Regions from separate parts of the Mus musculus genome. Here all the other regions are linked to region 1. A link is a contact called in public HiChIP or PLAC-seq data. All regions are on one chromosome and are shown on one strand. Each heading gives the region's core, a stretch centred on a gene start, on an enhancer-like site or on the middle of the called end of the contact. The rest is flanking DNA. Distances are from core to core; before and after follow the strand shown. Region 1 holds the start of Cars (cysteinyl-tRNA synthetase). Region 2 holds the start of Cttn (cortactin). Region 3 overlaps R74862 (expressed sequence R74862).

Evidence for each region. HiChIP or PLAC-seq counts read pairs in DNA pulled down with a chosen protein or histone mark.
Region 2: an H3K27ac HiChIP or PLAC-seq map of embryonic stem cells shows a contact between it and region 1, with 3 times the contacts expected there. The contact joins the promoter of Cttn here to the promoter of Cars in region 1. A contact is called at or near these places in 2 of 39 promoter capture datasets (embryonic stem cells and liver), 1 of 484 Hi-C or Micro-C datasets (uterus) and 2 of 115 datasets of contacts at active chromatin or transcription factors (both in embryonic stem cells).
Region 3: an H3K4me3 HiChIP or PLAC-seq map of bone marrow-derived macrophages shows a contact between it and region 1, with 3 times the contacts expected there. The contact joins the enhancer-like site here to the promoter of Cars in region 1. A contact is called at or near these places in 3 of 39 promoter capture datasets (liver, pre-B cells and stem cell-derived epiblast-like cells) and 3 of 115 datasets of contacts at active chromatin or transcription factors (astrocytes, bone marrow-derived macrophages and pro-B cells).

Annotation. Positions count from the first base shown.
Region 1 is chr7:143,597,777-143,602,526 of GRCm38.p6, forward strand. It overlaps Cars (cysteinyl-tRNA synthetase), which reads right to left and starts at 2,314. Exons shown (of 23, transcript NM_013742.5): 1 at 2,206-2,314. The coding sequence starts at 2,230. Gm15579 (a long non-coding RNA gene) reads left to right here and starts at 2,328. Exons shown (of 2, transcript XR_870064.3): 1 at 2,328-2,437; 2 at 2,847-3,082.
Region 2 is chr7:144,468,905-144,473,654 of GRCm38.p6, forward strand. It overlaps Cttn (cortactin), which reads right to left and starts at 2,031. Exons shown (of 18, transcript NM_007803.5): 1 at 1,785-2,031.
Region 3 is chr7:143,043,919-143,048,668 of GRCm38.p6, forward strand. It overlaps R74862 (expressed sequence R74862), which reads right to left. Exons shown (of 5, transcript NR_110354.1): 2 at 577-738. Among named protein-coding and RNA genes, the nearest start is that of Cd81, 6.5 kb to the right of the region's middle. Within about 2 kb of position 2,548, at least 18 of the 459 cell types and tissues checked have an H3K27ac peak or open chromatin away from gene starts, as enhancers often do. A contact at or near this core is called in bone marrow-derived macrophages, where this site is marked.

The sequences.
Region 1 (4,750 bases), core at 1,064-3,563:
GAATTACTGATGTGTAGCCACACATAGCTTTGTTGGATTTGTTAAAAGTGGCTACCTTCTCTGAGTTGCTTTTTTCTTTCGTTTTTTTGTTAATTTGTTTGAGACAAAGTTTCACTATGTATCTATTATCTATGACTGGCCTCGAACTTACTATGTAAAACAGGCTGGCCTTGAATTCTTAGAGATCCCCTTACCTCTGCCTCTGGAGCACTAAAATTACTGAGTGACAGGCACATGCCACCACACACCCATTCCTGGATTTTCATGGAAGTTCTGACTCCTGGATCATCTTCCCTCAGGACTTGTGATCTCCCCTGAGATCTGCACATCATGTATACACTTTTACTTAAAAGCCAAAGAGGAAGCTAGACATGGTGTTGTGATACCTGCCATCCCTATAGGAGACAGAAGGATCGGGAATTCCAGCCTGGGCTATATGAAACCCTGTCTAATTGGATGGATTGATGGATGGATGGATGGATGGAGTCGCAGAGTCCCATTCTTGACAGACCTGGTCCTTACACACCTGGCACTGTTCCAAGTTCTTCCTATGACTACACCACCCTCAGTGGCAGGACCCATTTCCTGTAATGTGAGTATGGGCATAGTTGTGATCCTAGACCTGTTGGGCAGCTCAGGGTGGAGCTGCTGGCCATGCTTCTGTGTTATAGTAGTCTAGGTGGACTTACAAAAGCTGCTGTGGGTGAAGCAGATAGAAACTAGGCATGCCAGTTGAGTGGAATGCTAGAATACAAAGGTAGGTACCACTGTCACTAGGCACATGCTAAGCAGTCTTGTCATCTGGGTACTCAGGTGATCAGAATCCAGCAAGGCCACAGTAACCACAGAGCACCACAGGATGCCTGAGAGATCTTGGAGACAGGTAACTGAGAAGTCAGAGCTCACATCTAATTTCTGGCTTCATCACAGAGACTAAAACCTACACTAAGCATTCTGCCTTTGAAGGCTTGCTTCTCACCTTCCAGGATATGGGCCAAGGCCTTTGCTCTTTCTAGAACCCACTTGCTAAAAAGATGAGAAAAGACACTGCTCTTCAGCGATCTGCCAAGGCCCAGGTCTACCCTGGGGTGACGTAAGTGACTGCTTTCTGAGGGAATCTCCCAATTGGCAATAAAGTAGATTGCCAATGATGCTCTGACAGTGATGCTCTGACTGGACAGGTCTCTGTGGTGACTGCTGACCACACTGGAGATTAAAGCCTTCATAAATCCCCAAGCTCTTTCATGTATGCGTACACGGAGTCCCTGCTTCCTCTGCCCTACTTCCCTAAGTACCAACCTCATGTGCCCTTCCGCCCACCTGCTTGGGCAGAAGACCAAAACAATCTTTGGGCCTTTGCCTTACCCCCAAAGTCCAGCCAGGGCAGGAGGGGGAGTGGTGAGGTCTCATCCAGGTACCAACTAGAGTCAGGCTATTTGAAACAGGACCATCTCTCCTATTGCTGAGTATCCAAGGAAACTTTAGCCTTAACCCAATCAAAAAATTGAAGCTGAGGAAGGGAGGCACTTACAAGACAGGAGTCAGGTCCCACCAAGGAGTACTCTAGCTTCAGGGAGTCATGGCAGCCACCCCCAGGTCCTGGCCTGCCACTGTCCATTGAGACGCTGGCCATCCCCAGAGCTTTGGTTTTGCACTGCCCACTTGGGCCACGGCTGTCCCCACAGGCTTACCGGAGAACGTTTTATCCCAGAGCCCTGGACTGGATACTACTCACCTGAGGATCCATCTCTGCCCACTCCAGTCACTGCCTAATCCAGATCTCTAGCTTGTCACTGCCCACCTGGGCATGCACTGTTCCTAGAGCCCTGACCTAGCCACTGCCCAACCCAATAGCCTCCACTCTAGAGCCCTGGCTGGTCACTTCCCGCCCAGGGATCCTCTGCCGAACAGCCTTTGCCTGCCACTGCCCATTTAAGCCTTTACTATCTTCGGATCACTGGTCTGGGCACTGCCCACTTAGTCCATGGTTGTCCCCACAGACCCGACCTGAGCACTGAGTCCCTGGGTCTTGCTGCCCCCAACCCCTGGCTCGCTTGGCATTACCCACTCGTTCCACCGCTGTCGCCACAGCACTGGCCTGGGCACTGCCTCCTTGGACCATGCTGCCCACACAGCCCCAGCCCGGTACTGCCTACTCGGGCCATGCTTGTACCCAGAGCTCCACAGTCATCCCGCAAACCTCACCCTGCTCCGCGGAGGAACCTGCCATCACTGGGAATCAAGACCCGCGGCCGCCGCCACAGACGCCTTCCAGAATCTGATGCAACCGCGGCGCCGGAAGTCCCGCCCCACCAGTCGTCTTCCGGGCATGTCCAGTAGCTAGGCAACTGCAAACTGACGCCGACGTGGGGCATGATGGGAGAATACTATGGTTTACGCTGGCGCGGAACTTAATAGACACCAAAGGGCTAAGACAGTGAGAAGCGCAAACCCGGGCTGCTGAAGAGGGCTGGGAGGGGCGGGACGAAATGGGGGAGTGGGAGGGGCGAGGAGCTGGGTAGAGGGGCGGGGCAAAACGAGTAGAGATTAAAGAGATGCAAGGGAAAGGGTGGGGCAAGGGACTCAGCGACTGGAGGAGAGGGGCGAGGAAGACGCCTTTTTCTGAGACACTCTCCAAAAGGCCACACAAGCCTGGAAACAGGTGGTTCCTGTTACACTCTCTCCTGAATCCTTTTATTTCCTGTGTGTTCCTTAATTCCTGATGTCGCCTCCCAAGACACACCATCAGAGGGAGGTTTATGAGAAGAAATGGAAAGTATTATTTTAGAAACATAGCCAGGTATATAGCGAGACCCTGTCTCACAATTTTTTTTTTTTTTTAAAAGCTCCGTTTTGAGGTTGGAAGATGGTTCGGTGGTCAAGAGCACGGCTGCTCTTCTGGAGGACACCGGTTTGATTTCTAGCACTCACAACTGCTCACAACCGGTTGTAACTTCAGTTCCATGGGATCCTAACCCTCTTTTGATCCTTGTGGGCTTTGCATGCCTGTGGTGAAAAAGACATGTGTTGTGTGTGTGTGCAGGGAAATAAATAAATACAATTATATATTCTGGTATATATATATTCTGGCAACCATGGTCTTAATTCCTGGAAACTCAGGAGGGAGAAGCAGGCAGTTCTCAGTGAGTTCCAAGTCAGCCATGGCTCCATAAGAGACTCTGTCTCAACATAAATAAATAATTAATTAAAAAATAATTGATACTTGGTAATATGTATTGTTTGGTTATGTACCCTTGGGACAAGGGACTGAGGTGCAAATTTTATATTTCAAAGCAAACCTGGCCTCCAGGTTCTCTCAGCATCCCTCAGTCCCTACCTGGCATACCCTTGCTGTAACCCTGAACTTTCCAGCCCAGGGGCTGGACTGCCCTTCCCCCAGAGGCTCTTCCCTATATAAACCAGATGTTTTGGTCTTCCTCATCGCTCCTCCTGTCTTCTCTATGTTCACACCCTTTCTCTTTCTCTCTCCTCCCCCACCATGGTGACTTCCTTGGCCTCAGTCCTTGGGGCCAGTGAACTTTCGCCTGAGAGCAGCTTCCTAATAAACCTGCCTATATGTACTCTAATCAGGCTTGAATTGGTTCATTTCATGGGCAGCAGAGAAATAATGTATCACATAGGTCTTAGTTAGGGTCTTACTGCTGTGAAGAGACACCATGACCAAGGCAACTCTTATAAGGACAACATTTAATTGGGGTTGGTTTACAGGTTCAGTGGTTCAGTACATTATCATCAAGGCAGGAGGTGAGAGTTAGACCTCTTCAGCTGAAGGCCGCTAGAAGACTGGCTTCCAGGCAGCTAGAATGAGGGTGTTAAAGCCCAAACCCACGGTGACACACCTATTCTAACAAGGCACTCCTAATAGTGCAACTCCCTGGGCCAAGCATATACAAACCCATTATATACATACATAAAGTATTAAACATATTAAAGTGATCAGAGCATATATTGCTAACTTCACAACTTTCTCAAAAATACTGTATTTTTGCTGCCAGTACTTTCTTTTTAAAGTTTTTGAGATAATTTTTATTTTACATGTAGAAATGTTTTGCCGGCATTTACATCTGTTCAGTGCCTGAGGAGGCCAGAAGAGGGCAACAGACCCCCAACAACTGGAACTAGAGACACCAGTGGTTGTGAGCTGTCACATGGTTACTGGGAACCAAAACCAGGTCCACTGGAAGAGTAGCCAGGTTCTTAATTGCCGTACTGGCTACTTTTGTGTCAACTTGACACAAGCTGGAGTTATTATAGAACAAGGAGCTTCAGTTGGGGAAATGCCTCCATGAGATCCAGCTGTGGGGCATTTTCTCAATTAGTGATCAAGGGGGAAAGGCCCCTTGTGGGTGGGACCATCTCTGGGCTGGTAGTCTTGGGTCCTATAAGAGAGCAGGCTGAGCAGGGCGTGGTGGCACACGCCTTTAATCCCAGCACTCAGGAGGCAGAAGTAGGCGGATTTCTGAGTTCGAGGCCAGCCTGGTCTACAAAGTGAGTTCCAGGACAGCCAGGGCTATACAGAGAAACTCTATCTCAAAAAAAAAAAAAAAAAAAAAAAAAAAAAAAAAAAAAGCAGGCTGAGCAAGCCAGGGGAAGCAAGCCAGCAAGGAACATCCCTCCATGGCTTCCGCATCAGCTCCTGCTTTCTGACCTGCTTGAGTTCCAGTCCTGACTTCCTTGGTGATGAATAGCAGTATGGAAGTGTAAGCCGAATAAACCCTTTTCTCCCCAA
Region 2 (4,750 bases), core at 781-3,280, 870 kb after region 1:
GGATGCTCAGGACGGTGCGGAGTTATGCCAGGTGCCTTCCCGACTAACAGGTCAAAGTCTGAAGGGCCAATTAAATTCCCTGGCATTTTACAAGGTGTTAAAGGCATAACTGTCATAAGCCCTCAATTAAAGGTCAGCTCTAGGGCCAGGGCTAAAGTTGGGTGGAGAAGCTGTCTAGCAAGGCCCAGGGTGCTCTGGAGACCTAGTACCACAATCAGTTCTTCAACCCCACCTCTGCACTCTTCTACATCTGAAGCTCCCACAAAAGCTGCTTCTCCCTCCTTCAAACTTCTGGTGACAACCTTCTCAGTCAAACAGAGAAGCAGTGTTGACTCAGGGCCTGAACTGGTGACTCACTCTGGGTGAGCCAGCAGAGGCCTGACCCCTGGTGGACGCTGGGGGAGGGGGGTGGGGGGTGGGCTGTAAGTTCTGACTGTGAGGGTCTACTGGGTGGTGAGGACTTACTGGAGCTTGGGCTACTTACTGGCAAGGCCCAGGCAGTGCAGCCAGGGCAAACCACTAGGAAGGGCTAAAGCCTCTGCTTGCTTCACTGGGCACAACAGGGAATTCCTTCTCCCTGGCCACAAGTCCCCATCCCTCACACGGACCAAGAGGAAACAAAGGAACATACCAGGCCCAAACACCTCTGCAGTGACTGGGCACACACCCAGGAGGAGGGGCGGCTGGATTCCAGGCTCCTTAGCTCCAGGAAGCAAGCTAGGCGCTTGGATTTCCATTGACCCCATTGCAAATTTCCCTCAGGTGCCCAGGCCTTTCCTCAGATGTTGGCCTCTCAGCCCAGTCCTGAGGACTAGAGACCAATGCTGGAACCCGGCTGCTCAGCCTTACCAACTTCCTACAGGTCCTTGGACCCTCATAATTCCACTGGGTTCTGGAACCCCAGGCTCCCCAGGCCCACCAGCTTCCCCCAGGCCCTCATCATTCCACTAGATTCTAGAAGCAAAGTCCCCTTACCCCCACCAGCATCTCCCAGGCCTCAGGTCTACATTCTTTTCCCAGGTTCTGGTACTCTGACTACCACAGACCCATAATTATGCACTCTGACCTAGAACACCCCAAACCGACTTAGCACTTCATCCTGGGTTCCTGCTCTGAAACCCCACCCCTTTCTTTATGTCCAAAATTCCTAGGGCCTGTGTCCTAGGGCCCGCCCCCTCAGAGCCAGACCGGCTGTGCACCCCTAGCTACTCCACAAATGACGGGATGAACGGCTCAGCATTGGTGTCCGAAACCTCCGATCCTTGCCCAATACCCGGGGCTCCGACGTCCCCATCCAGACCCTGCGACCCGGGACTTTGAGCCTCCAATCCTGGCCCTACACCCCGAATCCCGAATCCCAGCGCCACACCACAACCCCAACCCCCCGATTTCGGACCCACACCGCGAACCCTTGGCCTTGACTCTGCACCCCGGTTCCCCCTCCTAGCACTGCACTCCAACCCCCGATCCTAGCCCTGCAGCCCGGGTCCCGACGCCCGACCCCAGCCACACACCCCAAGTCACAATCCCGGCCCCACACCGCGAACACCGGGTTTTGGCCTGGAATCCTGACTCAGGGGTCCCAGCCCTACACTCCGAGGCCTCGACCAACAGATCCTGGCCCTGCACCCCTGGGCCCCGACCCTGCCCCGCACTCGGATCACCTGGGCCCAGTCCAGACCCTGTACCCCAACCTCCCGTCCAGGCCCGGCACCCTGACAACTCATCATCCCACACCCTTCCTGTCCCCCAGCAGCTCTCTAGGACGCCCATCCCCCGCTCACCGCACCAGCAGGGTCCACCAGGCTCCCGCCGCGCCCCGCCGCTCCCTGTGCCCGCTCACTTCCGGTTCCGCGGAGGCGGGGCCGCATCCGGGGCCACGCAAGATCCCGCCCTATTCCAGGCCGTCCCCGCCCCGTATTCCTGTTAGCTGATCAAGAAAGCAGGATACACAGTTCCAGGACTCATAGGCAGCTCGGCCGCCAGTCAGCTGCGGAGATCCGATTTAGAAACACCCGTCAAGCCCTGTCCAACACACATTCACCCTCAACCCAGCTTCCAACCATGTATCCACCCTGCAACTCTCTACCCACGCATGGATCTACACAGCATCATTCACTCCCCTGTCAATCTTCTACCCACCAATCCACCAATCTGTCCTTCTGCCCATCTACCCATACACCCACTCATCTAGCCATACATCTGTTCATCCATTCTTCCATCTATCTGCTTCCTATTGTGATCAAAAAACTGAACCCTGTCTCGAAAAACAAACAAAACAAAACAAAACAAAAAGAACTGATCAAATACAGCTTGGGGAGAAAACTGCTTATTTGGCTCATAAATTATAGTCCATCACTGAGGGAAGGAAGTTAGAACAGGAACTCAGGCAGGGCAGGAACTGAAACAGAGACTATGAAGGAGTGCTGCATACTGGCTTGCTCAGCCTTTCTTTCACATCCCAGGTCTACCAGTGTAAGGGTGGCAACCCACAACGGTGGGTTGGGCCCTTCTGAATCAATCAGTAACCAAGAAAATGCCCCCACAGACTAGCCTACAGGCCAGTCTGATGGCAATTCATCAACTGAGGTTTCCTCTTCCAAGATTACTCTAGTGTCAAGTTGACAAAAACTAACCAACATGTCACCTATACACCCATGTGTCAACCATCCATCTACTTATCTATCCATCCACTCATCTATCTGTCCTAGTTGACATTAACTGTCAACTTGAAACAGCCTAGAATCACATTTTTTTTTAAAAAAATCTCAAATGTGTACTTGTCTTATTTAGGTTATTCTGTGGGCATGATTGTCTTGATACAGGAGGGCCAACCCACTGTGGTCCATCCCTAGACAGGTGTCCTGGACTGTATAACAAAGCTAGCTAATAAGGCAGCGGCCAAGTGGATCACTTAGAGGCCAGTCTGGTCCTGATCAGCCAAGTGAGGGATTCTGTCTCTCCTGCCCCCCTCTCCAGAAGGAGGAGGAGGAGAAAGGAGATGAAAGAGGGAGGTTAGGGATGTAATTCAGTGGTAGAGTGCCTGTCTAGTATGTACAGGGCCCTGGTACCAACCTTAGCACCACAAGGCAGAAAACAAAAGGCTAAACTGTCAAAATTTATGAATAGATCAGGAAGGAAAAAGAGATGTCAGGTGTCAGAGGAGAATGTTCCCATGTGTGTGTGCACAATTCACATGTAAGTGTGCATTCAACTGCATGAGCACACATACAGAGGTCCAAGGACACATTCTGGCATCTTCCTCAGGAAGGCCACTCACTGCTTGAGACAGGATCTCTCTGGCCTGCAGTTCATCCACTAGGCTAAGCTGGCTGGTCAGCAGGCCCCAGAGATCCTCCTGTCTTTGCTTCTCTGCTGAGGGGATTGCAAATGTGCACCACTCCACCCACCATCCTCTCATTGGTTCTGAGGATCACACTCAGTCCCTCATGCCTGCAGAGCAAACACCCAGCCATCTCCTAGCATAGGGTAGTTGTTGTTGTTCTTGTTGTTTTAGTAAAACCATGGTCTCAAGTGTTTTGTTAAATAAAAACTACAGGCATCATTTTATACTAAGTACCTAAACCGTGCCCAACAAGTGGGGTCAGTCACTTAAGCTAAGTTCCACGTACCCAAGCTGAAAAGCCAAGCTCTATTCTTGAACCAGGGACAGTGGTGTGTGCCTGAGTCCCTGTGATGGGGCACCTGAGACAGGAAGATGGCTTTTGCCTGAGCACCATAGTTGAGAACTCACCTCCAAACCAGAGATTTGTTTACCCTTCTGAGAAGAGGTAGCAGCTAGAAAATCAGTAACTTCCAAATCACACAAGGACCCCCCTCTTGCTGTAACTCTCACATGGGAACAGCTTAGAATCAGAGGTGCAGGTCAGTGAGATGGCTCAGTGGGTAAAGGTGCCTGCCACCAAGCCTGACAACCTGAGTTCAATGCTAGTAAAATAAGTAGCCCACTGTGTGTCTTGGTTTCTTCAAACTATTCACTGGGGTGTACCTCAAAACTACCACCAAACAAACAACACAGCCTTCTCCCCTCAGCTCCAAAGAACTACTGACTCAACAAAGTGCTGCTATATTCTAGACTCAAAGTCAATTAAGATCCATCAACTAATGAATAATTTGCCCCCATAATATTCACAAAAGCCTGAGGTCAGAAGAACAAGTGAACAGTGTTTTCTGGCCACAGCAGAACTGCTGTACTCAAGAACTCCTAACAGCTGTAGTTGCTGGCACAAGATTAAGCCAATCAACATCCCAGAATGGACTGGGGATGGGGCTCCCACCACTAGCTCAGGAGCTATTGGCAGTTGATAGCTGCTGGAGGGGGTAAGACTGGTTTTGTTGATGGTATGGTTCCTGGTAGGTCAAGTAAGCATGCACACCCATCCACCCACCCACCGAGCCATACATCCACCTATGCAGCCCTCAGTCCATCCATTTACCTCCTCGGGGCTGGGATTCCCAGTGCACACCTCTGTTTGGCTTTTTCTGTGGGTGCTGGGGACTCAGGCCTCAGGTTTGTCCTGTAATCACTACTGGCAGAGCCATCTCCCTAGCCACCGCCTAGCCTCCCACATAGATCTTATTTGATTCAATAATGACGAAAGGAGTAAGATTTTCAGTCTTTTAAAGAAGTGGAAGTAAGTTGATTTGCAAGTATGGATCGTCTGTCTTTGAGGCCAAACAGTTTGTATCCTCCAAAGCTCAGCCCGAAGAGACCAGCGGTTTCAGGAAT
Region 3 (4,750 bases), core at 1,298-3,797, 550 kb before region 1:
TCTCTTTATGAAGTCTTGCTATTCTGAAACTCTCTGTGTAGACAATGCTGGCTGGCCTTGAGCTCACAGAAACCTGTCTGCCTCTGCTTCCTAAGTGCTGGAATCGAAGGAATGCATACATTTGACTTTTCTCAGCATTTTAAAAGGAAGCATCAAATATAAGGTCTTTTACACCTGGCCTTTTTCATCAACAAAACATTTAAGGGTTTTGTTTTGTTTTGTCTTTGTTTTGAGACAGGGTCTTACTTTATAGGCCTGGTTGGCCTGGAACCTGTGGAGATCCTCCTGTCTCTGTCTTCCAGGTTACACTCATATGTCACAATACCTGACTCAGCATTTTCAAGACCCGTCTGAGTTATACCATGTATCATGGCTTCCTTCATTTCAATGGCTGCATTACACTCTGTGGTCTGGACAATGTCATGTGGACACATTTGTCACTTGATGGGCATCTTTAGTTTTTGTACTTAAAAATATATTATTTTACTTTTATGTTTGCCTTGGGTTATCTAAAGGAACAGAACTGATAAAATGAATATATATCAAATATATTAAAAGAGTATTAGAATGACTTACCGGCTGTAGCCTGGTATTCCAACAATAGCAGTATTCCAGTGGGAAGGCCAAGAATCTGGCAGTTGTTCAGTCCCCAAGACTGGGTGTCTCAGCAGTACCATCTAGTGCTGGAGTCCTAGAGGATTCCTGAAGAGATGCTGGTCTTTGGTCTATGTTGAAATCCTAAAAAAAAAAAAAAAAGTAGATCCTAACACCAGCAAAGGAATGACTCACCAACAAAACAGATGAACAAGCCAATAAGAGTGAGGGAAAATGGGGGCAGGGGAGGAAGCAAGTTTCCTTCTTCCATGTTCTTTTATATGACCTGCTACCAGGAGGTATGACCCAGAGTTAGGTCTCCCCTCCTAACTGAAGCAACCAAGTAAATCCCTCAAAGGAATGCTCAGCTGCTTGAGTTTTAGTTGATTCCAGATATAGTCAAGTTAACAGCCAAAGTTAGTCATTACAAAGTGTATGGATGGATGCCTTGCCTGCATGTATGTGCATCATATGCTTGCAGTGCCTGTCAAGGCCAGAAGAGGGCATTAGATCCCTCTGAGCTGAAACTACAGAACATTATAAGAACCCACACTCAGGTTCCTGTGTTTGAGAAGCAAGCTCTCTGAACTTCTGGGCCATCTCACCAGCCCTGGCTCTACTTTTTGGCTATGATAACAAATGCACATACAAAAAGTATGTGGATCTGTTCTTGTATGGATGTGTTTTCATTGCTCTTGGTTGAACATACACATGTTTCAACATATGGGTAAATCCTTGAGCCAAATGTCTTGATTATCAACCCCACCTCAAGACAAAATCAGATTCCTTTGGGGAAATTTAGAAGTTTTATGACGATAAGACTTTCCTCTCATGACAGTGCAAAGATGGCTATTTGTTGTCACAGGTATCTTTTAGAAATGAGTATTTTCATGAAAGTATATCACACACATACAGAATTACAGAGAGTGTGGGAACCGTGGTTATTGCAAGTTCAGCTCATATTTTGGTCTCTATTTACTCTTCAAGTAGAGAAGTGAAACACTTTGGGTATCTGGGTACTTGCATGCATAGAGATATTACTGGATTTAGAGTCACTGCCTGAGTCCCAACAAGCCAGATTGGGCTGCTCATCCTTAAACTCGTTAAAAATGCCAAGTCAAGGCGCAAGAGAGATGGCTCAGTGGTCAAGAGAGCGGCTGCTTTTGTAGAGGACCCATGTCAGACAGCTCACAACAACTTGCAATTCCAACTCCAGTGGCTTCTACACCCCTTACGGGTCTCTATAGGCACCCACACATCCACACCACACACACACACACACACACACACACACACACACACACACACACACACAGACAGAGAGACAGAAACAGAGAGAGACAGAGACAGAGAGAGACAGAAGCACAGAAACAGACAGACAGAGAGCATACACTCACACAGACACATTTATACATAAATGGAATGGAAATACACCTTTTCAAAAGGAGACAAATTAATAAACAGAAAGGGAGCGATTTATCCACCATGGCTACATTGGGAAGAAGGATAGTGGGATCCAGCAATCCTCTGCCCCAAGTCCATCTTCTAGACGCTGACATGAGCTTAAGGTCGAGAGGTCAGGTATGCATAACTGTGCAGCCCTGATCAAAGTATGGCTCCTTGGCCCACGGTTATTTCAGCTCCCAAGTCTTTCCTACAGTGTCCTTGGACAAGTTGTAAATCTTTCTTCAGGAGACAAAATCCTCTCCCAGTTGTTGCAGCACTTACACCTTTTCTCCCCCCGCCCCCCCCACCCCCGCTGCCCCAGATTTCTGGGGAAAATCTAATTTATTTGGGCCCATTGTCTCAACAGACTGATAACCAAAGAGAGGGGCAGGGATATTCATTCCTCCGAGGCAGCCCATTAAGAGGCATCCTTTAGGCTGGTGCTTGGCTGTGTTCTGATAGCATGACATATTTACAAATACGTCTTTCAATTCCCCTTTTCTCAACAAACAGAGCCAATCTCCTGCCAATACAATGTTGGGACTTCCTGTTTCAGTACAAATATTGAGTTAGCTTTCTCATCGTGACAAAATAGTTGTCAAAACTAACTTCAGGAAGTTATTTTGGCTCCTGATTGAGGCTCCTGCAGACAAGGCGAGGCAGCAGGGAGATGAGGCAGCGGGTCACATCACGTTCACAGTTAGCACACAGATGAATGCTGGCGCTCAGTCATCTCCCTCTCTTCTTTCATGCAACCTGGGTCCAAGTCCATGCACTTGTGTGCTTGGTATCATAGATAGGAAATTGCTATTTTAAGGCAAGATCACCAATGCATGCATCTATCCATCCATCCTTCCTTCCTTCCTTCCTTTCTTTGTTTTGTAAAAAATTCATCTTGGATGTCCTGAAACTTGCTCTGTGGACAATGCTGGCTTCAAACTCAAGAGCTCTGCCTGCCTCTGCCTCCCAAGTGCTGGACTGAAGGTGTGTGTCACCATGCCCAGCTAAAGGTTTAGCTCTTACCTTCAGATCTAGGGCTCATTCTTTAAGATTTATTTTTGCCTAATTAATTTTTAACTATTTTATGTATATAGGTGTTTTGTCTGCATACATGTCTGCACACCAGTGCCAATGGAAGCCATATGAGAGCTTCAGATCTCCTGGAACTGGAGTTACAGGTGGTTGTGAGCTGCCATGTGAGTGCTGGGAAATGAATCCAGGTCCCCTTGAAGAACAGCCAGTGCTCTTAGTCATTGAGTCATGGCTCTATCCCCTAGGTCTCATTTTCATCATAATGTTGGCAGGTATTACACTGGATAGATTTGTCTTCGTTTTTCTGTGTACAAGGATAGCAATACTAGAACCATGTTTAAAAAGACCATTCCTTCCCCCCATTGAACTGTCTTGTCCTCTCATTTAAAATGAAAGATCTATTCCTAGAATTTCAATTCTATTTATTCCATTGATCTCTGTTGTTATTGTGTTAGTTTTTTGTTTTGTTTGTTGTTGGTAGTTTTGCTTTTTGTCAACCTGACACAAGGTAGAGTCACCTGGGAAGAGGGAACCTATTGGCCTGTAGGCAGGTCTTTGGAACATTTTCTTTTTTAATTATGGATATGGGAGGGCTCAGATAGTGGTTGGTGCCACCCCAGAGTGAGTGGTCCTGGGCTACATAAAATAGCAAATTAAGGAAGCTTTGAGGAGCAAGTCAGTAAGCAGCATCCCTCCATAGCCTCTGCTTCCGTTCCTGCCTTGGCTTTCCACAATGATGGACTATGGCTGGCATGCATAAGCCAAATAAACTCTTTCCTCTGTGTGCTGGACAGTTTTATGTCAACTGACATAAGCTGAAGTCATCTGAGAGAGGGGAACCTCAATTTTAAAATAAAAGAAAAAGAAAAAAAAAGAAAAGAAAATGCCTCCATAAGATTAGGTTTCCATAAGATAGGCAAGCCTATGAGGCATTTTCTTAATTAGTGACTGATGGGGGAGGGCTCAGCCAAATGTGGGTGATGCCAGCCCTGGGTTTCTATAAGAAGGCAGGCTGAGCAAGCTATGAGGAACAAGCCAGAGAACAGCACCCTCCATGGCCTCTGCATCAGCAGGGCCTCCAGGCTCCTGCCCTGTTTTGATTCCTGTCCCAACCTCATTTGGTGATTCACAGTTATCTGGAAGTATAAGCCAAATAAGCACCTTCCTCCCTAAGTTGCTTCGGTCATAGGGTTTCATCACAGCAATAGCAACCCTAACCAAAACACACCCTAAATTGCTTTTGGTTCTGGTATTTATCACAGTAGTAGAAAGCCGACTAAAATAGCTATCCTTATGCTATCCCTCTGTCTCCCCCACCTCCCCTTTTGAAGACAATGTCTCATATAGTCAAGGCTGGCTTTGAACTCCCAACTCTCCTGCCTTCACCCTTTGCATGCTGGGAGTACAGCCATATTTTACCATACTAGACTTTAGAACAATACTCTCCTGACTACTCTAGCTTTGTACTGTGAATCAAGAAGTATAAGCCCTCCATCTTTGTTCTTTTCCAAAATTGTTTTGGCTATCCTTAGTCCTTTACCTTTCCCTGTGAATTTAGGGTCAGGTCTTGCAAGATAGTTCAGTGGGTAAAGGAGCTTGACGCCAAGCTTGATTCCTTAAGGTCAATCCCTAGCACCCACATGGTGGAAGCAGAGAATCTAGCTGTCCTCTGACCTCC